Linked DNA regions of Mus musculus: regions 2, 3, 4 and 5 are each linked to region 1. Evidence: chromatin contacts called from public Hi-C, HiChIP or PLAC-seq and promoter capture Hi-C data. All regions are on one chromosome and are shown on one strand. Each heading gives the region's core, a stretch centred on a gene start, on an enhancer-like site or on the middle of the called end of the contact. The rest is flanking DNA. Distances are from core to core; before and after follow the strand shown.

Region 1 (4,420 bases), core at 940-3,439:
ACATCGGGCCTCAGCCTGGCCGTTAGAGACCTCTGTGATGGTCCTCTCCTGGCGTTTTTCCGTTTTTGTTTAAGATCACAGCCTTTCCTCAAGGATGCCCTGACTAAGCCCAGCCAGGGCTGTTGTAGGCTCATCCTTCGCTCTTGGGATAACCTCTTCACAACCTTGTGTCCCTGTTGTACCCAGGAGTGGTCACGTCCAGGCTTATTTTCCGAGATGGAAGTCACCTCCCCTGTCTCCTGGGCTCCTAGTTACGGTATTTTCTGTTTTCCTACACTGTCCTCCAAGGCTTTTCTCCTGCCCTTTCCCAGTCTAGATCCATGATGACTGTCAGGAGGGTCTGGCAAGCAGTAACAGTGACCGTGAAGTCAGACAGGTTGGTCTCAGCCAAACACACTCCCTTTGACAAGTCACTGCCACAGTGTGGGGGGTGGGAAAGAGAGCTGCTTCTTGGGCCACATGCTAAGCCATGAGGAAGGTCTGAGGCTGGGAAGGAGTCTTGTGAATGAAGGCTCCTTCTCTTCTGGGGTGGGATCTGCATACTTTAACACAGCAGGAGCTCCATCCTCACCTCTGCAGGCTCAGGACAACAAGTTTCCACAGCTCCAATTTGAGGTATGTTAGACCAATAGGAGTCAAGACCTACAGGAGTCGATGGGCTACAGAAAGCCTGGGACTTGTGGATGCTTCCTAGCAGGGCATGTGTGGTGGTTCCTCTCCACTCCCTTCCAGTCTAAGTGTGCACTGCTGTTGCATAGATTTTAGAAAATGTGCCAATGGCTCAGGCAGAGCGGAGGGCAAGTGAGTTCCCCTTGCAGGCAGCTCCCTTTGATACACACTGACAAGAAAAGACGGGGCCCTATGTGGGGTTGGGTGAGACCCACCCTAGACTAGGGACTGGTATACAACCCATCAAGGCCAGTAGCACAAAGCAGAGAGCTGTGGACCATCACAAGAGGGTTCAGGCTGCCATGTGTGAGGCGGGGAGCATGCCCTGATTTCATAGACTACTTGGACCAGCATGGCTTCTCCACACACACACACCCCCCAACTGAATCTTGGGTGGGACAGGCCAGGCTCCCCGGCTCCTAAGGCTCTCAGCTCCTTTCCTGCTCCCGCCTCTCAGGACCTTGGGACCTTGCACTGGAGATTCCCCGCTATGCTCTGAGCACACAGTCTAGGCTATGCCCATCGCTGTTGAACACAGAACAGCATTTAACAGTTAACAAATGCTTCTCTCTCTTGTTTGTTTATCCTCAGAACAGGTATGAGTAGAAAGCAGGGTAATTTCTCATCGCTTCCTTGGTTGCAGGACTGGCTGAATCCAGCAGTAGGGAACCAGGGTTTTCTAGCCCTAGTTAGAGCCTTTTTCTCTTTCTGAGCCTCAGTTTCCTAACTGTGTTGGCTCACATGCTCTCGCTGGCTGGCATTCATTTGATTCCCAGGCTGGTGCTGTGCCCAGTGCACCAGGGTTTAAAGTCCTGCCTGTGGCTCTTCTGCAGGCTCCTTTCCTTTTATATCACACACTGCCAACTTCCTGGCATCCCTAGAGAATGGTTGCTTAGGAAGTTACCTGCAGGTGTGGTGCAGTTGGCAAGGAAGTTTATTCCAGGTGAATGTAAATCTAGGGGGCATTCCAGGGGGTGTAAATCTAGCCCCGCACTCTGCTGGCCTGGCTGGAGGTGGTGGGAACAGACAAGGGCTGTCAGAGTGGGCTGGGACTGAGGCCTGGCAGATGCACTATTGGTTCGGCAAACTGTATTTTCAGTCCTGGCGGAGGATCTGGTCTCTAGAAGCAAAAGGAGACAAACTCAGCCCTGGAGCCGGCAGCCTGAGGTCACCTTGTGGGTGTCTTAGACTGTATCTCTGCTTCTCTGTTCTTTCTGTTATCTCTCCCTTTCTGAGCCACCTCAGATTCCCCCACCTACACCCCCCCACGTCTTTCTGAATCTCAGGATCAACCTTTCTCTTGATCTAGAAGCACTTTCAAAGGACTTCCGGCTCAGTGTGTAGGGATGGAGGGCGGGGCACAACGCACGAGCCGATTACGCTGCCAGCGGCAACCGGCAGGGGACGCTAGCGAACAGGTTCCGAGGGGGCGCGGCGGAGGCGTGGAGGGGGGCGTGGTCTCGAAGCCAGCCGACCAATAAAGGCGGCGGCGCGCGGCCTAGGTATCGCTTCCTGGGTCGTACGACCTTGCCTGTGTCTGCTCTGAGTTCTTCCGCGCGCCCTCGCCCGACCCGCGACAGCGATGCTAGCGCTGCGTTGCGGCCCCCGCCTGCTCGGTCTGCTCTCCGGCCCGCGCTCCGCGCCGCTGCTCCTCTCCGCGACCCGTACCTGCAGCGACGGCGGAGCCCGCGGCGCGAACTCTTCCTCCGGGAACCCGCTCGTGTACTTGGACGTGGGCGCCGATGGACAGCCGCTCGGCCGCGTGGTGCTGGAGGTGAGGCTTGGACATTTGGAAAACCTGGACTTCCCGGGCCCTGTACTGTGCCTGGCACATCAGGTGACCTTGAGCCTCAGTTTCCCTCTCTCAGAAGAGGCGGCATCAGCTTGGTCCGTTCGGGGCTTTTCAAAACCCTGGGGGGTGTGGAGGAAAAGGTCAAGGTCAGATCGTACTGAGTGACAGCCCACTGACCGGCCTGGACCGACGTTGGGCTTCCTAGACCCTCTGCGTCCGAGGTTGGACCCAGAGCTCTGGGGTGGGTAGCTGAGGTCCAGGTGTTGCCAGGTGCTCACGTGGTGGCCTGAGCGCACTCCGGATCCGCCCCCAAGGCCTGGTTGCCTAAGAGGAGACACAGGGAATGCAAGTGAGAAGGTTCTGGCTGCCCAAGCCCTCTCCATTCCCTGAGATTTGACCCTTAAAAAGAAAAGTAGGAAACAGACACCAAGGTTATCAGGAGGCCATCCCAGGAGCCTTTAGGCTGTTCTGCTTTGAACAAAGGTACCAGTTAGACTGCCGATCTACTGGGGGAGGGGAGCTGGCATTTTTTATTATGCCTCATTTTCCTCGTTTGGAAAATGAGGAGTACCTCCCCAACTCTGTTTGGTGAAGAGGGATTCTTAAGAGAAGTTGAGAGGCATGAGGCAGGCTTGGATGACGGTCCCCTCCTTCCCTTCTGTGAGCCTCAGTTTCCCCCAGCACTGAGGAAGGTCAGCTAATTCTAATGTGATACTTACTCTTGGTCCAGGGACTCATGCCGAGGGCCTCCAGCTGACATTTCTGTCCCGGAAGTGGGCCAGGATGGCACTAGTTTCTTCGGATAAGAAACTAAGGCTGTCTCAAGCAAGCTTTGGTTGGGTTCAGGAAGCAGCTGGCAGAAACGATAGTGGCTTTGGCAGTTCCGAGGAGGGTTGGTGGTCATGGAAGGGAATGGCCCTGTTCTTCTTTGTCATGATGCCCTGGCCTCTGGGTGTGAATGGTGAGGGGGATCTTTTTTGCACCTGCTTCTGGACTGACCATCCTTTTCTGTTCCTTTTCCTTCACCATAGTTAAAGGCAGATGTCGTGCCAAAGACTGCAGGTAAGGCTTACGTGGAAAGTGAGCCCGGCAAGGCTGGTGGGCTTGGCATGGAGTTAGGACTTAGATTATGACCATATGGGAGTCTCAACCTAAGCACAGCTGATGAGTACCCTGAGGCAGCCTTTTGTCCCTCTCTGGACCTTGTTGTCAACTCTGCTAACCAGTCTGAAAGTAGCTAGACATCTCAGAACCAGGGGAAGGCCCATGTAAGCTCTCATTGATAGCTTCCTCCCACTTCTCCATGACAGCACAGGGCAGGGTTAGGTAAAGTGTTTGGGCTCTTTGCTTTGTTATCCCAGCTGGCGCAGCTTAGAGCTTGGATTCTAGTCACAGCGCTTCACACTGGCTCAAGACAGAAAAGTGATCAGGAATGGACTCAGGAAGAGGGGCAGGGCCTTTCCACAGGTAGCTCACCTGGGGGATCGGCAGGGAAGATTGCCTGCCCCTAACCTGCCTGCCTCTCTCTCTCTCTCTCTCTCTCTCTCTCTCTCTTTCTTCAGAGAACTTCAGAGCCCTATGCACTGGTGAGAAGGGCTTTGGCTACAAAGGCTCCACCTTCCACAGGGTGATCCCAGCCTTCATGTGCCAGGTAACAGGAACATGGCCTCTGCTGTGAGTGGAACCGGCAGTGTAAATGTCCAGGGAGTAATTGGGCTCACTGGTGGGTGAGCTGGGCCCTGGTGCAGGGAGGGGACACAGCACAGGGCTGCTGGTGGGGATGAACCTTGAGGCTGTGAAGGGCCATCGGAGTTAGACTGCCTCTAATCTTGGTATTCCATGTGCCCTTGAGCACTGGGCATGGGAAAAGAGACAGGGCGGGGATAAGATGGCTAAATCATCATTACACATGCTGGGACTTGGAGGTGCCTTCCCAGTATTGCTGCATCAGGTTTCAGG
Region 2 (4,420 bases), core at 1,056-3,555, 850 kb before region 1:
GGACTTACACTCTCACAGACACAGATGCATACACACAAAGTCTTGGGGTGTTTGCTTTGTTTTGTTTTGTTTTGTTTTGTTTTGTTTTGTTTTGTTTTAGAGACAAGGTTTCTCTGTGTAGCCCTGACTGTCCTGGAACTTGCTGTGTAGACCAGGCTGTCCTGGAATTTGAAGATCTGCCTGCCCCCCAACCCCTACCAGTGCTGAAATTAAAGGTATGTGTCACCACTGCCAGACACAAAAGTAAAATCTTAAAAAACAAACAAACAAACAAAAAACAAAACAAAACAAAAAAACCAAGAACTAGCAAGAAAGAAAGCAGCAGCAAGAGATCCACTGCACATGGGTAGCAGGGGCTGGGAGACAGTGGACTGCCTTCTCAGCACTGTGGTTCCTTGTTGACCTGCCTCACTTTCTCTTACTCTCTAGGGAGTGGCCCACACTAGCTTTCTTATGATCACAAAGGGAAGGAAGGGGTTCTGATACTATTGATACCTCTTCTACCACTAAGTGGCCTGTGTGAAGTGTGACCTCATCTTTACCAGACATCCTCCTCATAAGCTTGAAGAACTAGCATCACGGGAGAACGACTTGCCAGAGGTGGGAGCACTTTCACCTTCCAGTGTGAATGAATGGTCTGAAAGAAGAATGGATGCTTTTTCCAAGGGTGGAGGTCAAAGGTCAGGATGGCTTAACACTGCCACAGGGGCTGGTCTCCCATCACTTGGACCTGCTTCTGGGGCACCCCCCACCTTCAGCCTGGTGGGTTAGGCTTGCTGCTGTCAGAGGACAGATGCCAAAGTGCTTTTGGCTTTCCTCTGTTTCTATTTTCTATCTTGATGGAAAAATTGTGATTTTCACACTGTCACGAAACCAATAGGTCTCTGACATATGTTTTTGTAATCTGTGTAGCTGGTTTCCTGTACTTCTGACAGTTCTATTACATGTCTGACAGTTATATGAAATTTTTCCTCTGGGAAGTTGAGGGGGGCAGGTGTCTCCCCCTCCCCAACCATTGTAACTCCCTCATCCTTACTCAAATTTATATTTGGAGACTAAAGAACAGCCTGCATACTTTTCTTGTTCCTGCCCTAAGTTGGATGCCAACATCCTCCTAGGAGGGAGAATGAGATTTACAACCAAGCCCCGTGGGGGAGCCCTGAACAACACGGGATGTGGGAAAGTAGGAGACCAGAGGATTCTGGGGCCAACTGTGTTAACTCCAGACTCCATTGTGAACAAAATAAACTGCTTGCCTTGGAGCACCCTGCCTCCAGCCCTTCTGTACCACCACCCCCATACCAGGGCAAAGAGGGTGGCTACATAGGGTGCCACGTAAAGAGGCCTGCATTACTGGCTCTGGCATGTGGGCATAGTGGTGGCTGTAGCCAATGCATATACATGTTTGCACACCTATGTGGCTTTGTGCAGAGTTCAGTGTCTCACCATGCTAGGTCCTAGGGTGACAAGGCTATACATGATTCCTCTATTTGGAAGCCCCTCGGGGCTATGTACCAATTTAGTGCTACACCCATGGATAGAGTTCCTTCCTGGGGAAGGTTCATTCTCTGGGCTGGGATTGCACATTGGAAGCAAACACGTCGACAGGAACATATCGAGGACAGTCTGTGTCCGAGGGGAGATGCTCGGACGTGTTTTGATTTAACTTGGCTGCTATTGCCTGCTGCTGAGGGCCCTATCTATCTTCAGGGCAAGTAGAAAAATAATAGAAACAGCAATGGTTGAAGACACTGGAGGGAAGAGAAAGATGGCCAGAGTCACTCCTGCCATGAGCACTGTCTGCCTGAGGAGGTGGGAGTCTGGCCACAGTGGCCCTGTCACTGCCTTGCTGGGTAGCTTTGGGCAAATCCCATTATCTCCCAGCCTCTGACCAATGAGGAAGCTCTGAACATTACCTTGGGGATTCTCTGTGAAGCACATATAATACGCTACTTGCCCCACAACGGCACTCCAGGCACTGCAAATGCAAAAGCCGATGCGGCATCTCAGCCTGCCTTCGAGATGTTATTTGGGTCCTCTCAATCGACTTAGCCACTCTGATTTTCCTGTCTATGGAAAACGAGGTGTTGCCATGGCAACTGCCACATTACACGGGTGCCGTACTGACGATGCCTCTGAGATACAGAGCAGCTTCTCAAAGAGATACACTTTTCAACATGTCATGTAGGATTCTGTACTTGTTAGGGAAAATCGCATTTCCAGCAAAATGACATGCTTCTCTTGGGCTTGCCGATGCGCGGCCCGTGCCTTCCTTAAACAAAGACTTTCATTCACTGCCTCTCTCCTGCCTGTCTGGCCTGCTACCATCGGCCACCCTTTGTGAGTCCCTAGTGCCCTTTACATAAAGCCTGAAGCTAAAGGCAAGGTGGTGGAGGGTTGGGTTCTGCTCCTCAGGCCCAGCCTCCAGAGCTGCCTCCCAGATGACACAGAGAGAGGCTCAGAGGCTAGGTTTCAGGGAGTAGCCAGGGCTCAGCCAGTTTTTAGCAGCTCCTCGATTTTAACCTGACCTGATTTCTCCAGGAAGTATTTGGAAGATGGTTTGTTCATGCTCTGGCCTTCTTCCAGGATTAACTGTAAGAAGGCCTTAGTAAGAAGTTGCTATCCCCTATGTGGCCCATGTCCTTACTGTGCCCATGTGTTTAGCATACATGTACTGGCTTTCTCTTCCCTGACAGAAGATGGGTTATGCATCAGGATAACACTGGCCTTGGCCCTGTCAGCCTGATAACCTAGGCTCCACAAGTTCATTGCTTGACATTGGTTCTGTTGTATGCCCAGAGGGCAGGTCAGCTGGGTACTCTGAGAAAGGGGAGTCTCCTGGCATCTCCAGATCCCATCCTCCTTGGGATACTGTGTGGAAGACCAAGAGTCCCTTTCTTTCAGATATCATGATGTAAATGATCTAGCTGGCTACCCCCAGTGAAGTCAGTATTGATCCAGGAATGAGTCCTGACTTGGGGAATTCAAATCAGTAGCCTCTTGCCCTTGAAGTCAACTTGTATGAACTGACCCGTGTTGCAGGGTTATATGGACCAGGTTGATAAAGGGACAGGAAAAAACCAGCAAGCATTAATGCATCCTGGTGAATTGATGAATGGATATCACAAGGTGCCTTCAAAGATCAGTGTTGAAAGATTTAATGTGGGCTCTGTTGAGGGCGGTGTCCTTGGCATTCACATGGGGCCCTTGGGACCTACTGGTCATGCACTGGGACAGACATGGCAAGTGACTCTGAGATACCTGGCTCAAGTGTGACTCTGCAAGCAGTCCAGGTGAAGTTCAGCTCAGTTTGTCAAAACTTCGTAAGCTCCTGGGTAACTACTTCAGGGTGCAATGGACTTCAGTCCTGATCCTGTGCAATTAAGAAACAGTGAAGTATGTGTCAGACTAGAGTCTAGGAAGGAATGGGTGGGTACTCATATAAATTACACCCAGTGCTAGGCATCAGTAATTCAGCTTTGAGAAAACCAGCCTTGACTGTTAGGCTCCTGATGAAGAAAGGAGACTGATACTATAGGTTCTGGTCAAGCCTTCAACTTCCCTGCAGACAAGTCCTTACTCAGGGTAACACTGCTCTACCATCCCTCATCCCTGAAGAGACTCAGCACCTGCACAGGGCCTCAAGCCAGAATCCTTTCTGTTTCTGCCTCCAGGAGCCTCAAACGGGTTCTCCCTGCCTCCATTAATCTAGCACATCTTCCACCTTGCAATATGATTATGTTTTCTAGCCTTCAACCCTGGTCGAGTTACTTTCCAGGTCAAATGCCTTCTGATGAGTCTTAGAACGAAGACCAGGTCCCCTCAATGTGGTAACAGGTTCTGCATGACTGGGTGTCTAGATATCAGTTCCTATTCACCCCTCAGCCATGTGCTCTTTGTGTCTAGTTAGTCATGTGTCATCTTTCAGGTCTCAGAAGGTTTCTCTTCTCCCTCTGGGCTGTCACCCAACCTGGCAGTCCCGTGTTCTCCATCTCCAGGCCTGGTTGCTTCCTCTTATTTACAACTCTTCTGCCCTGGTGTTAACCCACTACTTTCAAGAAAATGAGAATTGTCTCGGGTATAGGAGTCTGTGTTTGTCTCCCAAGCATCGTTCTTTCTTTCTTCTACAGAATCTCTTTGTGCTGGTTAAACTTATGTATGCCCATAAAACCATGGCTCCCAGACTCTCCTTCAGCCAGGTATAGTCATGTTGCTAAGTTCTAGTCCATAGCAAAAAATGGAAAGGCTCTTGGGAAATGTCCCAAGAAGGAACATGATTTTTCTACTTCTTCTTCCTGCAAGCTGGAATGCAAACTGATGCTGGAACTTGGGTATCCCTTGTTGAGCCAAGTCTGGAAGCTTATTGCTAAGAAAGGCAGAGGAGAGAAAGAAAAGGAACTTGGCTCTCCAATGACTGGAA
Region 3 (4,420 bases), core at 1,144-3,643, 630 kb before region 1:
TTTCTGGGAGATTTTCTTTTTAAACTCAAAGCTCTTTCTTTAATAAATGTAGAGCTATTCAGAGAGTCTATTATTTTCCTAAGAGAGTTTTTAATACATTTCTAAAATAAGTGCTCTGTTTCATTTAAGTTATCAAATGTCTCTGTACAAGAGCCATTTGCAGATCGTTCTCAGTGTCCTTTAATATCTACAGGCTCTGTGACTTTGGCATCTGGGGGACTTTTAACTGTGGCATCTCTTCTCACTCTCCTCTGCCTGGTGGAACAGGCCCCCAGACCTTAGCACAACTCACACCATGTTAGAGTCACCATTCTGACCTTGCACTCCAGCATGTAGGCTCCAACACAGGCCAACACAGACTCCCTTCCCTCCGGCAGTTTCTGCAGGTCAGTGACTTAAACATGTTCCCTATGCATGGTGGGTCACAAGGCAAAATGAAGGAGGCCATGTTCAAGCTTGCGGTCTGTTGCTGTGTGAAATACCATGACCAGAAGCAACTAGAGAACAGAGAGCTTTCTTCATTTCATAGCTTACAGTCCATCGCTGAAGGACGTCAAGGCAAGAATTCAAGGCAGGAGCTTGAAGGAGAAACCATGGGGCGGGGGGGGGGGTTCTGCTTACTGTTGTGCTTCTCTAATTTGTTCAGCTGGCCTTCTAATACATCCCAGACTCAACTTCCTAAGGATGGTACTGCCCATGGTGGGCTGAGCCCTTCTGTATCAATTATAAATCAAGACACCCCCACAGACGTGCCCACAGGCCAGGCTGATCTAGACAATTCTTCCTTTGAGTTTCCCTCTTACAAGGGGGTAGACTTGTGACTAGCTGGCAATCAAAACTATAAGTCTTTGCACATCCCTTTCCCCATTCCACACTAGATATGTAGGGTGCACATCACACAGGTACAGTATTCTGGCACAGGTCCCTCAGCCAAAAAGCAGGAAGCCAGAGAAAGGAGAATTTTTTGGCAAGTGCACATAAACTATATATTCCAGCAACTTAATAAATAATTGTGTGTGTGCGCGCGCGCGCGCGCGTGTGTGTGTGTGTGTGTGTGTGTGTGTGTGCATGTGCGCATGCACTCACACATGTACATGTTGGCCTTATGTCCTGAAGTGAGAGGTCGTAGCAAAAAACCCAATCAATCTCTTGTCCTAGACCTAACATCATGCACTGTTATCATATGACTTGAATGAGACCAACATAGCATGTTAAACACCAGATCTGACAATTTCAACAGTGCCATGTTACAATATGTAGTACCAGTAAGGCTTCATGGAAATATCATGCCTTGTATAAGTAATAGATAGGGCACCAAGGAGGCTGAAACTCAGGGGTCCTGTGTGGGAGGGAGTGGCAGATGGAGAGAGATGAGTTGAATTGAGAGGAAGAAGGCCTCTGATGTTGGCCTGGGATGTGCAGCTCTGCCTTTCCCTGGGAGGAGAAACTAGGGAAGTATGCACACATCATACTGAGAGCCAGGGTGCCACTCACAGAGCCTTTCAAGGCCTCAGCGACAGTGCCCATCTCTCAACCCATGCCAGCATCCCAGTGCTGGGACCATGGGACATCATCACAATCAGTCCAGTAGAGGGAAATGAATGGTCCCTGACACCTATACACCCTGGTTCTAGAGGGTTCTGTCTCTCCTCATAGATGAAGTTCAGGAGGCATTCCTCAATAGACAGAAGAGCACTCTGGATAAAAGGAGGGCTCAGCCTACATGAGGGCTGCACACTTGAGCTTTCTGCCCGCGGCCGGTTCATCTGACTGATGGCGGGCGTCAGACCTCAGAGAATGGTCCTTGTTAGGATTTAGGAACAAAACCATAGGCTTTCTGTTTACAATAAAGAGAAGCAGCTCCCTGGACCTTGCACCCCCTTTACGTCAAATAAACATCTGTCAAGGAGGAACAAGACAGAATTCCTGTGATCAGATGCTCCGGGTTCTACAGACATTCATCAAAGCCCCACTCATCAATTAGAGAAATATTTGAAAAGGCACACGGCTCCCACCAGAACCTCATGCATAATTCACAGGAGCGCCGCAGTCGAGGGAGGCGGCCACAGGAGCCAGGGTGGGCTTTTGAAGGTAAACCTCCTCATTGTTCCTTTCATCCCCAACCCAGGAAGACAACTCTGGGCCCTTCAAAAACTGTACAAGCCTTGGATGTGGGAGGTGGAGAAAGCTTGCTACTGAAGTATAGAAACTTCCTCAGCCTTCCTTTGGGCCCTCACTCAGTAAGGGAGACCATTTCTCGAGTCTTTGGAACTGGGTGTCCCTGTGAGCTCAAGGTGGAAGGAAGTGGCCCCTCATCTCACCCTGTGACCTACTTTTATCAGGGCAACCAATGCTGAGTGGTTCCGAAGGGGCTGCAAATTAAAACAGGCTGACGGAGGAGATGAAAGGTACCACGGAAAACGCAGTCTTGCTTTTCTCGGTTCATTCGCCACATCCCATAGTGTAGTGATGCTAGCCCTGTTTTATAGAGCACATTGAACCAGAGAGGTAGAGACACATATTCAGAGTGATACAGCAAGTTTACCTTGAATACTTAACTCAACAAGCAGACACTCTGTAGGTGCACAAGCCCAGGGCAATTTTGCTTCTGTTATTCCATTTAAACAACAGAGAGTGTAAGAAGTAGAAAATCAGTTGTTGTCAATATTTATTTTATTAATACTTGGTTTGGAACCCAAGTTTCATTTGATAGTCAAATACTTTGTTAGTCACAACAATCATATCATTTTTATCAGTGTATTCTATGCCTGACTTTCATTTCCAAGTTACACTGCAAAAAGATGCCACAGAGAGGAACACGGGGCAAGCAGCACTGCTCAACATTTCAACATTGACCTTGGCTTCTGCTCTGAAGTTTTCTTCCTCCTCTAACCCACCTGAAAGTTGCTCTTGCAAGATAAGGCCATTCTTGTAGTGGCAGGATGAGCTCTGCGGGGTCCCCAGGGCCTGGCATCCAGGGGCAGGTGGAAGGGTTTCTTACTTCTAGGACCCTATTGCAGCTGAATAAGAACAGGCATGGGATAGGATGAGACCAGAGCTCTTCATTTTAGATTCTGAGCAGTGCCAGGTTCTGCACTTAGCAAGGAGGGCTCAAGGGGGCTGAGACCATCCAACCAGGCCAGAGAGGCCCAGAGATTCCAGGCAATGAGAGGAGGGTCCAAGAGTCTGTTCTGGTCTAGGCAAAACCTATAGGCCTGTACTGCAGCCTCGCTTGTAGTCTAGAGTGTGCAAGTGCTCAGCCGGGCAGAGGGAACTCTCAGCGTCACCTGTTGACAAAGCTGTCCAAGATAGTCAAGTGGGAGTAGGGGAGTGGCCACTTCTGAATTCCCATCATGCCTTGTGCTTGCTTAGATAGTCGCATTATGGCATAACAATCTCGTTTCCGGCCTGTTTTCTCCAGGACTTCATTTGCATTCCCAGCGTCTTCTGTAGGACATGATGCATATTTAATACAAAGGAAGGAGGGAGGGAGGTAGCCTGGCCAAAGCACTTCACAAATAACTGAGTAAGGACAAGAAACTGGACATTCAGAGCGGTTCCTGCCTAGTAGCCCCCATATTGCTGAGGCTGCCGGCTGCCGTTGCCTCTGTGAGCCCACACTCAGTTCTTCTGCACAGAAGAGTTCAGCCCTGCCGTTACTATGAGAACATGAGTCGAGTCATCTCAGAGCCCACCTCTGCCATCATGTTTAAGCAGCCACGAACATGCAACGTATTACAACAGCTTAATATAAGCTGTTGAATTAATAAGCCTGTGAGTGAATGAGTGATTGGGTTTGTTGTGGTTCTGTAGGGAGACTCAGGGTGGGAAGCCCACCTGCATGCAGTTCAGTGTGTACCAGTCAGGTGGGCAGCCAGCACCGCTGCTGCTGTAGTGCGCCTCCCAGGAGAGGCACTTAGCCTTGTGGCCCCAGTGGCTTACAGTCTCCTTCCTTAAAGCATTCTATTCCAATGTGAGACAGCACAGGCTATCAGAGCAAGAAAGACCCAGTTGAAGCCAGCAGCCTGATCACAGCCTACCTCTAGAATAGATGTCATACAAGACTGCAGAGGGGTTGCCATGACATTTTGTCATTTTCCCTACCCATGGTTCCCAGGCTCTGGGACCTTGACAGTCGCATGCAATCTGAACTTGAAGGAGATGTGATCAGACATGAGTTAGTATTGAGTCCCAGGACAGCAGACCAGAGATCTACGGTACACTGTCCCTTCTCGGATGCAGGAAACCATTGCTCAGCCAGAACCTGGGAAGGAGGCCTCCATGCTCTGCATGGGGTGGGGGGGACACAGAGCATGCCTTGCAACAATACCTGAATGGATGTTTGTTTACTTTAAGATACTTTGCAGGGTGAAAATACACACTGTACTGGAGCCCAGAGAAAGCTGTGGGGCACACCACC
Region 4 (4,420 bases), core at 917-3,416, 580 kb before region 1:
AGGTTTAGTGCCCTTTGTTGTTGTTTTTACAGCCTGTATATCTGATTTGCATAACTGTCAGGCCTGTGGTCTGGCACCTGCTCCCCCAGGGAACAAGGCAGAAGGAGTCCAGCGTTTCCTCTCCTTCCCGACTACTTGCGAAAAATGGAGGTCAGCATGGACTGAGCTCACCCTGATGGTTGATGGCTTACTTTTTTCTCTTCAGCAAACAACATCTTCCCAGACCACCGAGGAGACAGAAGTCTTAGGGAGTTTCCTAGGATTACCAAGTCATAATGATTCCACAATAAAACACTTTATCATGCTGGGTCTAAACATCCAAGAAAAGTGTCACTTGTGCGAGGGGAAGCTGGAAGCTGGAAGCTGGAAGGAGCCCGCTTCTCTAGAACCAGAACAATTCCTGAGTCCGGTAAGAACTTTAGTACATTGCCTCTTCTCATCGAGCCTACATCCATTTCTCTAAAATGGAAAGGGGAGTCCAGTGTAATGGAGCAATCTGTAAGGAACCTCCATACAAGTGTGAAGGACTGAGTTTCAGCCTCAGACCCCATATAAAAGCTAGATACAGTGACATGTGCCTGCAAGAGCCCAGCAGAGAGGAGAATTCCAGGGATTTGCTGATCAGCCTGTCTAGTGGAAGCAGTGAGCTGCAAGATCAGTGAGAGACCCTGCCTCAAAAACATATGATGGGAAAGGATTGTGGAAGATACCCAGCATTGATCTCTGGCCTCCATGTTCATGCTTGTGCATACACAAACACACACACACACACACACACACACACCCCACACTCATAAATATGCAGTGTTCTAATTCTGAAGCCTCCGTTCTTCTAAAGGATAATAAAGTCTGGTGCATTTGTTCTTAATGAAATTAACACCAGGTTAAATAATCAAAGAGCTTGCTGGGAGGTTGGTGCACCAGCAGATAGAATAGAATGTTTCTCCTGGCCCTTGAATTCAGTATGTTTTCTTAGAAATAAGACTAAAACCTAATGCTATAGAAAATGCCATGAGTATTTGCATATCCTACAAAGAATATTTGCATATAATTGGTTGTATAAAGCAGGGTGCGTGTTTCTTGGGGTGAGATGCCAGCTGGCTGACAACTCTCCTGTGTGATTCTGGTGTGCCAGGTACTTGTCAGGTAGTGTTGAGTCCTCAGAACCACAGATGCTTAGTACTTGTTGAACACACCTTGAAACTGAGGGCCAGAGCCAGAACTGGCTGGCAGTAGCACCACAGGACATAGGGACATCACTACTCTTGGTGCCACTTTTCTCGCCTACAGCATCACAGTATCTGGTGGAAGGGGTGTGTCTGCAGTGACACCTGCAAGGTGGATTAAGGTCACTGGGATTTAGTCACAGCCTTCTGTTGCACGGAAGGTTTGGACAAAGTGACCTCTACAATCCAGTCCACTGAGGTTTCAGACTTAAGGTACTCACTTAAGTAGCAGTTACCAAAAACAAACTCTGAAACACATCTGCCCAGGATTCGCAGGAAAAGCATGTTTTCAGATCAAATGTGTTTGGAAAATATTCCTAATTATGTCCCCAGTTAGAGACTTATAATGCATGTTACAAACATCAAACTCTCCGATAAGGCACACAATTAAAGCCCGAGTAGTTACTTAATCTCTTTCCTAGACTTGATGAATTGTCAACCCCCCCCCCTTTTTTCTCTACCCACATAACACATAGAGGCACTTGTTGAGGGAACTAGAGTAACAGAAATGGCTGTAGTTCCCGAGTTCTCACTGGTCAGAGCAGCAGCAGTTCTCAGGAAGACTCGGGGGTCAGAAGTGAGGGCTGGAGAGAGAACCTGATTAGGACTGATGCTCACCGGCTTCTGCTTCCAGGAGCTCTTAAAGCTCACATATGGTTTACTCGTGAAAAGCAAGAGCCAGGGCTCCCATGCAAGCCCTTCTAGAAGAAACTAACACCATTGATACTGCTTCTGAAATCTTGACATTCGAGTATCTCAGTGCTCTCTGTATATTTTTATGGTTGTGTAAAAAACCGTCTTATGGATGAACACAAAGCGTCGTTGCCTTTCTGGTTCAATCTTCCTTCTCCCTTTTTACTGAAAGCTGGTAAACACCACTTTCACCAAAACTGGTGAGTCACGGTTCCTGTAGTCAGCTCGTGCTGCTCCTCAGCACCATCATGCTGTTCCACGTCTGCGTAGTGACTCCCTTACTCCTTGGTAGCTCTTTCCTCTGTATCACAGATCCATTGTCACTCGCTCAAATACAGCCTCCCTGACTGCAGGCCAGATCTGGTTCGATGGCCATGTAGACTAATCTGCCAGCAATTGTCACCCACCTTTGGGTTTTTGAAATGTCTGATCCTCCTAACTAGATCACAAACCTTCCCAGGAGAGGGATCACCCTGTGTGACCAGCACCTGCCCAGACTGGTATGGAAGAACATGTTGTTGAATAAGTAAAGGAAAAACATTGTTATGTGAAGTAGCCTCATGCGCCTGGGCCCTCTCTGAAGTCCAGCTCCTTTGCTAGCAACTTCAACCTTTCTCTTCATTTAAATTTGATCCTTCCTCCCATTGCCTGACCTCAGCTCCCCAGCTGACTCCAAGCCACTAGATAAGCCCAGCCCATCCTCCTCTTTCCACTCCCACAGGCTTAGTCATGTTTCCTGCCAAAGAGATGACCACAGGGGGGAGGATTTGGAACCTACAAATAATTGACCTTTTGATATCAAAAGTAATTAGCTCAGTTTTATCTTTTGTTCCGTGAAGAAAGTAGCAGTGTTCATACTGGTGCCCACTTGGTTGGAATTTGTATCTTAGTAAAATTTCAAACCAATGCATGACTGACTTTTAAAAAGTACAAATGGATTCTAAAATTTTGTGAAGAGAATGTTCATAACGTTGCCCACTTGTATTCCTACTTCCTCCCATTTTACAGATAAAGAAACTGAGATCCACAAAGATTATGAAGTTCCGGAAGTGGAGATGCTAAGGTTTAAGCTCAGTCCTTGGCCTTTTGTTTGCCATACTGAGCCCTGAGTTCAGGTCATCAGCTCAGGATTCGATGGCCTTCTGTCTTCTTTGAAAGATCATGAGCTACTTAAAAGCAAGGACCACGACTTTGGCAACTCCAGTTTCTGGCCCAGCGCAATGGCACATAATAGCTCTAAATAAACATTTAAAGAATAACTAGATGAATGGCAGAAATATTAAAAGCCTGGCATAGCAGTCGGCTCAGTATGAATTCCATGAAAGATGTGTAAGAAAGTCAGAGGGACTTGAAGGTCTGAGGAGTCACAAGTTCAAGAGCAGCCTGAGCTAGGGAGTGAGTTCAAGGCCAGCCTGGGCAAATTATTAAAACTGTTTCAAAATTAATAAAAAGGATATAGCTCAGTGCTAGAGTCCTTACCTAGCATGTATTAGACCTTGGGGGGCAATGCTGAAGGGAGGGAGGGAGGGAGGGAGGGAGGGAGGGGGAGGGAGGGAGGGGGAGGAAGAGACTGACAGACACACAGAGATCAAAATGCATAGAATCTAGAATAAGCCTTCATTCCTTTAAGCTGAATAAACTTGTAAGAACTAAGTTGTTTTATAGAAAAAGATTTGAATGCAAAAATCTAAAGATACCTTATTCAAGCTGTCTGGATAGAAAGATAATTGTAGTGATTGGTTATTCTTCAAATGAATATCTAGGAAGAATGGGGGGGATCCATAGAAAGACAGTTACCCTCTGCTCAATATAAGATTGCCATGAGTGCACACATGTGTTTATGTATAGCATTAACCAAATGACTCAAGACAACTTGCATGCAAGGGTAGATGGTGGAGAACCAGCATGGGTGGCTGAGCATAAGGGAAGGACTGCTATTTTATTGCTTTTTGAATACATATCTTAACCCTCTGTTAGAGGGTTTGAGAAGTTTCAATAAATGTAAATTCCCTTGTAATTAACGCGAGTGCTTCCCAAGTGGCCTCTTTGTCCCTTTTCAAAAAAAGAAAAAAATAGCTTTAAGCCATCCACTGCCATGACATTTGTCACTTGCTGAACAAGCCACCATCTCTGTTTTGCCACAAAGGTGATCCTTACCCAAAACCCAGCCCTATGAAACACACAAACTCAAGAGGGAGCAAATGCTTCAAGCTAAGGATGCAAAGGGCTGGCGAGGCTGTAAGTAGTAAGGGCACTGAAACAGAGTGAGCGTCAACATCTTCCTGGGCACAGGGTACAGGCTCTGAACCCAGACACTACTGACTGAAGCCCGGGGTGGGGTGGGGGGACGAACCCCAGTCATGCGTGGAAGAAGGCAGGGAGGAGAGGCAAGAAATGCATTCCCTTCCCCAGGGTCCCAGGATTGTTTTGGTAATTACCCCAGCTTCTTCAACAGCTTGCGATTTGTCCAGTGCCTGGGAACCTGTATTTGCCTCACACAA
Region 5 (4,420 bases), core at 790-3,289, 530 kb before region 1:
CCAAGGACATGTGCTACCATCCAACTGTGATGTCTGCTCCAATCCTCCAGACAGAATACATTCATTGGTGGCAAACCACAAAGTCATCATCTTCTTAGTGACCACAGGGACCTGCTCAGTAAGAGCACCAAGGTAAGAGTAGAGTTCCTGTCCTGTTCAAGATTGCATCTTCACATTCTGTTTCTGTCACCCAGGAAGACATCCAAAGTCGAGGCACATCAGTTATGCCCTCCCAGAACACCCCAGAGCCTTGCTTTTCCTCTCTGAGAAAGAAGGAGGAGACTATTACTAAGTCAGTGTTTGTCACAATCCCCCAAGGGTTGTGGGCTAAAGCCCCAGTTCAATACACTGTGCTGGAGAAGATAGAAAGAATATGGCTCTCCTCATCTGTTCATCTGTGGGCTCTCACAGGCTGGCTAAGCACATGCACACTTACCTGTCCCATGAGCTTTGAGGGGATCTGGGATCCAGAAGCCAAGCATAGCTGTCCTTGTGGGGCAGAAGAGCATCTGGGATTGCCACACAGCAAATAGGCTTAGAATAGTCTCCCCACTTGGCTGACCCAACTAGACAGATGCTGAGCAACCCTCCTGATCGGTAACTGTGGTCTAGGTTAAAGACAGGCTACAGTGGTTTACCTCCATTGTCAATCTGGCTACAGTTAGAGACTCCTAGAACACAGAAACAGACCTTTGGGATGTCTGAAGATATTTTCAGAAAGGATTAACTGGCTATAGGTAAGATCCACTGGAATTCGGACCATACCACTCCTTATGGGATAGAGAGGGAGAGATGGGAGCTCCAAGTACAGAGATTCTCTTTGTTCTTAGCCCCCATGATGTGAGCTGTTCTACATCTCCACACTCTCCCATCATGATGGAGAGAACCCTCTGAAACCTTAGCCAAAAATACAGCAAACACACACACACACACACACACACACACACACACACACACACTAAAATAGCTGTACCAACATTTTGGTCACAGTGACAAATAGGTGACTAATATACCCAGGGCAATACTCATGGCTTGGAGGTAACTCTGTTGGGTTATTGTGCTTTGACAAAGAGCCTTCACTCTCAAGCTGGGTGGGGCACCTGGCCGGTCTTAGTGATGACAGGATTACATGGTTACATGGAGAGACGAACAAGGTGCTAAGAGACACCAGAGAATAACTGTGCTGCGTGTCAACCTTGGCACCTTGTCCATCCCTCTTTCTGTTCATCCCTCCCCTGGTTCACCTTAGCTGATCTCCTCACTGATCTTTTCCCTCAAGTCCTTCCCCTTTGCCTCCTGTCTTCTCAAAAGGACCCATCACTGCATATCAGAGCCATTTATGATCTACAGGGACATCTTGTCTGACTTGTACACTGCTGCAGCCCATTCATAGCACCATTCCACATTCTAGAATAAAAGTGGGGAGGAGAGAGCTGGGCACAGACATTCATGTCCCAGCCCCTTTCTCTGCTTCCCAGATGCTTCCTTAAATGGAATAATAAATAAATGATCATAAGACCGAGCCTGAGGGAGGTCACTGAGAGTTGAAACCAAAGAGGCCCGGGGAGGCCAAGGCATCACATCAGCCCTGCATGGAGACATTTGAGGGCTTCCTGGAAGAAGCAGAACTGAAGCTTGGAAAAGTCTCTGACTGTGAAGCATAGGCTGCCCTTCTGTACCCTTTATAAGCTCAATATGACTGTATATTAATTCAGGGTGGCAGACAGGATCCCACAACCACCAGATTGTTTATATTGTACTTGATCTTTGAACTAAAGTCCATGTTTAATGGAGGAAGCTTTGGAGGCAGAGGGGCATAGGCCATGGTAGAGTTAGGTAGCACTCTCTGTTCCTGAGAGCATCTTTTGGAGACCATGTCCTTGGATATTGCCAGACACTGGTCCAACCTCTTTTATCCTGGCTGTGCTGACACAGCTTGGTCTACTGCCTTCTTTTTATGCACACACTCACCCGACACTCACATCAAACCCTTCACAGCTAGGAAGGCTCTGAAGCCCCATGTGGGCATTCTCCACTGGAGGATGTGGGTATCACACCCACAGCCCTACAAAGGAAGGTCGGGGTCATCATTGGGCTCAACACCCAAGGAGCAGGCTTTGAGCTTGCTTGCACCCCAAGAGTTAAGGAGTATTGTCTCCTAGTGTTTGAGGGGGGCCATGTTTTTCAAGAATATTGTCTCCCAGTGTTTGAGTGGATCAGTGGTTTTCAGCCTAGCAATTTCATCACCACTCAAGCGTGAAGTGTGATCTGCAAGATGTGTTTGTCTGGCATCCAACCTCGGCTCCACCACATCCTTCCGAATTTCTCTGAAACTCAGCATCTTCCTCTGTGGAACCTCCCTGAAATGTCTGTTGTGCTTTCTCGAGAAAACTGATATTTTACTTTTTTTTTTTCGGTTAACCAACGTTTCTTAGAAACTAAAAGAAATCATCAAGACCAGGGTGGGGCCTAGGGAGCATAGGGCATGGCAACCTATAGACCAGGGAGTCTGCCAGCTGGTCCACCTGAGAAATGTGAGAGCTAGAAGAGAATACTCAGGATGCTGATAGCAAAGAGAAGGTATGCATCGGTGTGACGTGAAGCACCCTGTAGCCCTGAGGTGAGATCCCAGGCATGGCAGTATGGAAGATGTTGGCATAAAGTGAAACAGCATTTTAGTCAAAAACCTAAATTGCTAAAATTACCTAGAAAGGTAGACATTTCATCAGATGAAACCCCAAAGAACTTGGAGGGAAAATTTAAAGGATTGTATTGCTAAACATTTTTTTCACTAAGGAAAAAAAAGGCTTAAATAGCTTTGTAGAATGGTTTGTCAAAAGATTTTTTAAAATAATTTCAAGAGATTAAACTGTTTCCAATGTCTATACACTTTTCTAGGGTGTCTAAAAATGATATCCAATTCATTTTTATTAGTTGGAATATTTTTCATTTGTGTGTGTGTGTATGCATGCTCGTGTGTGTGTGTGTGTGTATGTGTGTGTGTGTGTGTGCACGTGCACAGCGCTATACTGTAGACTCTGGAGGCCAGATGATGGCTTTGGTCTTGGAACTGAATTTACAGATGGTTGTGAGTCACCATGTGGGTTCTGGGAACCAAATCCAGGTCCTCTGCAAAAGCAATAAATGCTCTTACCCACCAAGCCACCTCTCCAGCCCCACCCCACCCTGCTACCATGTTTACTGAGACACAGTCTCTTCATTGAACTTACAGTGTGCTGTTTTAGCTAGACTGGCTGGTTAGTGAAACCCTGGGACCCTCCTGTCTCTGCCTTCCCAGGGCTAGGCTGTAGTTATAGATGTAACCCACCACTTATATCATACATTGAGTGCTAGGTAGCTCAACCCGGGCTCATGCCTACGCAGTAAGCATTTTACCTTCTGAGTCATCTCCCTTGCCCCAAGTTGGAATAGCTTTAATAACTATGCCTGACAAATACAATATACAAAAACTAAAAAAAAAAATCCATAAAGTAACATTACTAGGGAATTTATATGTAAAAATTCTAAATAAATATGTATATGTATCAGATTTCAGAAGGGTGTTAAAAGAATAATGAAGTATGATTAGGCAAAATGTAGTCTGGGAACATTAAGTTCAAAGACAATTGACATATGCAGTTAAAAATAGTAAGAGAAAGCATAATTGTACCTTTGTAATCCTATTCAAATGTATTTACACAGAAAGTTCTGTGAGAACGGAAATTGTTAGACTGGATTTGATCAAAATAAGATGCCTTTGCCCTTCTCAGGACCATTGAGTATATGAAAATATGATCCACAGATGGGGGAAATAATTGTAAGATGTGTATCTGTTAGAGAAAGAGTGTGTATCTAGAATATATCTGAAACTCATATGCCCCAACAAAAAGGAAACGACACACAGTCTTGAAAGAGGTGGAGTATCTGAGCAGACCTCCACCAAAGACTACACATCAGCAGGCACTAGTCACTGGAGAAGAGGCACACCACCGTTGGTCAGAAGGACATAACTTTAGTGTAAGATCAAAGTCATGCCCAGTACATGTCTGTCAAATGACTCTAAGGAGCAGGAGTAGAAATACCTAGGTAGGAGCAGGAGATGAAGAACATGGGTGACCATGTGCCATCATGAGGGAGACTGATGACAGTGTGAACACAGGAGCAGGTGCTGGGACAGTAGGTGAGGTCTCAGGTGTGCTGCTGTAGGATTTCCCATCACAGACAAAACTCACCCAATGTGCCCCTAAAGTGATCCAGTTTTACCATAGATGCCTTGCACACAACAGTGCTGATCTCAAACGGTTCTGGAAAACTCTTTAGCATTCTGATTCATTGCTACCTCTGCCGGTCAGAGAAGTGATGTGTTTGGCTTGTTTGGGATTGTCCCTGCTTTCCCTCTCAGTGTCTGTCTACTAGGTGT

The links. Promoter capture Hi-C pulls out the DNA fragments that hold promoters and counts their contacts. Hi-C and Micro-C count contacts between places; a contact is called where the count stands out from the background. HiChIP or PLAC-seq counts read pairs in DNA pulled down with a chosen protein or histone mark.
Region 2: a contact with region 1 is called in a promoter capture Hi-C map of hippocampal neurons, with 4 times the contacts expected there. The contact joins the enhancer-like site here to the promoter of Ppif in region 1. A contact is called at or near these places in 9 of 39 promoter capture datasets (the 3T3-L1 cell line, cranial neural crest, frontonasal cranial neural crest and 5 more), 1 of 15 datasets of contacts at CTCF or cohesin (large pre-B cells) and 1 of 115 datasets of contacts at active chromatin or transcription factors (large pre-B cells).
Region 3: an H3K27ac HiChIP or PLAC-seq map of T-cell acute lymphoblastic leukemia shows a contact between it and region 1, with 4 times the contacts expected there. The contact joins the enhancer-like site here to the promoter of Ppif in region 1. A contact is called at or near these places in 8 of 39 promoter capture datasets (the 3T3-L1 cell line, cranial neural crest, hematopoietic stem and progenitor cells and 4 more), 1 of 484 Hi-C or Micro-C datasets (nephron progenitors) and 3 of 115 datasets of contacts at active chromatin or transcription factors (T-cell acute lymphoblastic leukemia, bone marrow-derived macrophages and forebrain).
Region 4: a Hi-C map of bone marrow-derived macrophages shows a contact between it and region 1, with 16 read pairs. The contact joins the enhancer-like site here to the promoter of Ppif in region 1. A contact is called at or near these places in 7 of 39 promoter capture datasets (cranial neural crest, embryonic stem cells, hippocampal neurons and 3 more), 2 of 15 datasets of contacts at CTCF or cohesin (embryonic stem cells and large pre-B cells), 5 of 484 Hi-C or Micro-C datasets (CD4 T cells, bone marrow-derived macrophages, cerebellum and 2 more), 5 of 115 datasets of contacts at active chromatin or transcription factors (T-cell acute lymphoblastic leukemia, bone marrow-derived macrophages, embryonic forebrain and 1 more) and 2 of 9 other capture datasets (embryonic stem cells and liver).
Region 5: a contact with region 1 is called in an H3K4me3 HiChIP or PLAC-seq map of pro-B cells, with 2.7 times the contacts expected there. The contact joins the enhancer-like site here to the promoter of Ppif in region 1. A contact is called at or near these places in 2 of 39 promoter capture datasets (liver and stem cell-derived epiblast-like cells) and 3 of 115 datasets of contacts at active chromatin or transcription factors (large pre-B cells, memory CD8 T cells and pro-B cells).

The regions. Positions count from the first base shown.
Region 1 is chr14:25,691,981-25,696,400 of GRCm38.p6, forward strand. It overlaps Ppif (peptidylprolyl isomerase F (cyclophilin F)), which reads left to right and starts at 2,190. Exons shown (of 6, transcript NM_134084.1): 1 at 2,190-2,443; 2 at 3,493-3,523; 3 at 4,024-4,112. The coding sequence starts at 2,252. Ppifos (peptidylprolyl isomerase F, opposite strand) reads right to left here. Exons shown (of 3, transcript NR_028021.1): 3 at 4,376-4,420.
Region 2 is chr14:24,839,951-24,844,370 of GRCm38.p6, forward strand. All of the region lies in intron 2 of Gm32008 (a long non-coding RNA gene), which reads left to right. Among named protein-coding and RNA genes, the nearest start is that of Gm31951, 12 kb to the left of the region's middle. Within about 2 kb of position 2,306, at least 81 of the 459 cell types and tissues checked have an H3K27ac peak or open chromatin away from gene starts, as enhancers often do. A contact at or near this core is called in hippocampal neurons, where this site is marked.
Region 3 is chr14:25,057,193-25,061,612 of GRCm38.p6, forward strand. The region is part of intron 2 of Gm41112 (a long non-coding RNA gene); the gene reads left to right. Among named protein-coding and RNA genes, the nearest start is that of Gm41112, 8.7 kb to the left of the region's middle. Within about 2 kb of position 2,394, at least 6 of the 459 cell types and tissues checked have an H3K27ac peak or open chromatin away from gene starts, as enhancers often do. A contact at or near this core is called in T-cell acute lymphoblastic leukemia, where this site is marked.
Region 4 is chr14:25,110,890-25,115,309 of GRCm38.p6, forward strand. It overlaps Gm32123 (predicted gene, 32123), which reads left to right. Exons shown (of 3, transcript NR_153781.1): 3 at 206-2,042. Among named protein-coding and RNA genes, the nearest start is that of Gm32123, 3.8 kb to the left of the region's middle. Within about 2 kb of position 2,167, at least 24 of the 459 cell types and tissues checked have an H3K27ac peak or open chromatin away from gene starts, as enhancers often do. A contact at or near this core is called in bone marrow-derived macrophages, where this site is marked.
Region 5 is chr14:25,159,837-25,164,256 of GRCm38.p6, forward strand. No RefSeq gene overlaps it. Among named protein-coding and RNA genes, the nearest start is that of 4930572O13Rik, 19 kb to the left of the region's middle. Within about 2 kb of position 2,040, at least 27 of the 459 cell types and tissues checked have an H3K27ac peak or open chromatin away from gene starts, as enhancers often do. A contact at or near this core is called in memory CD8 T cells and pro-B cells, where this site is marked.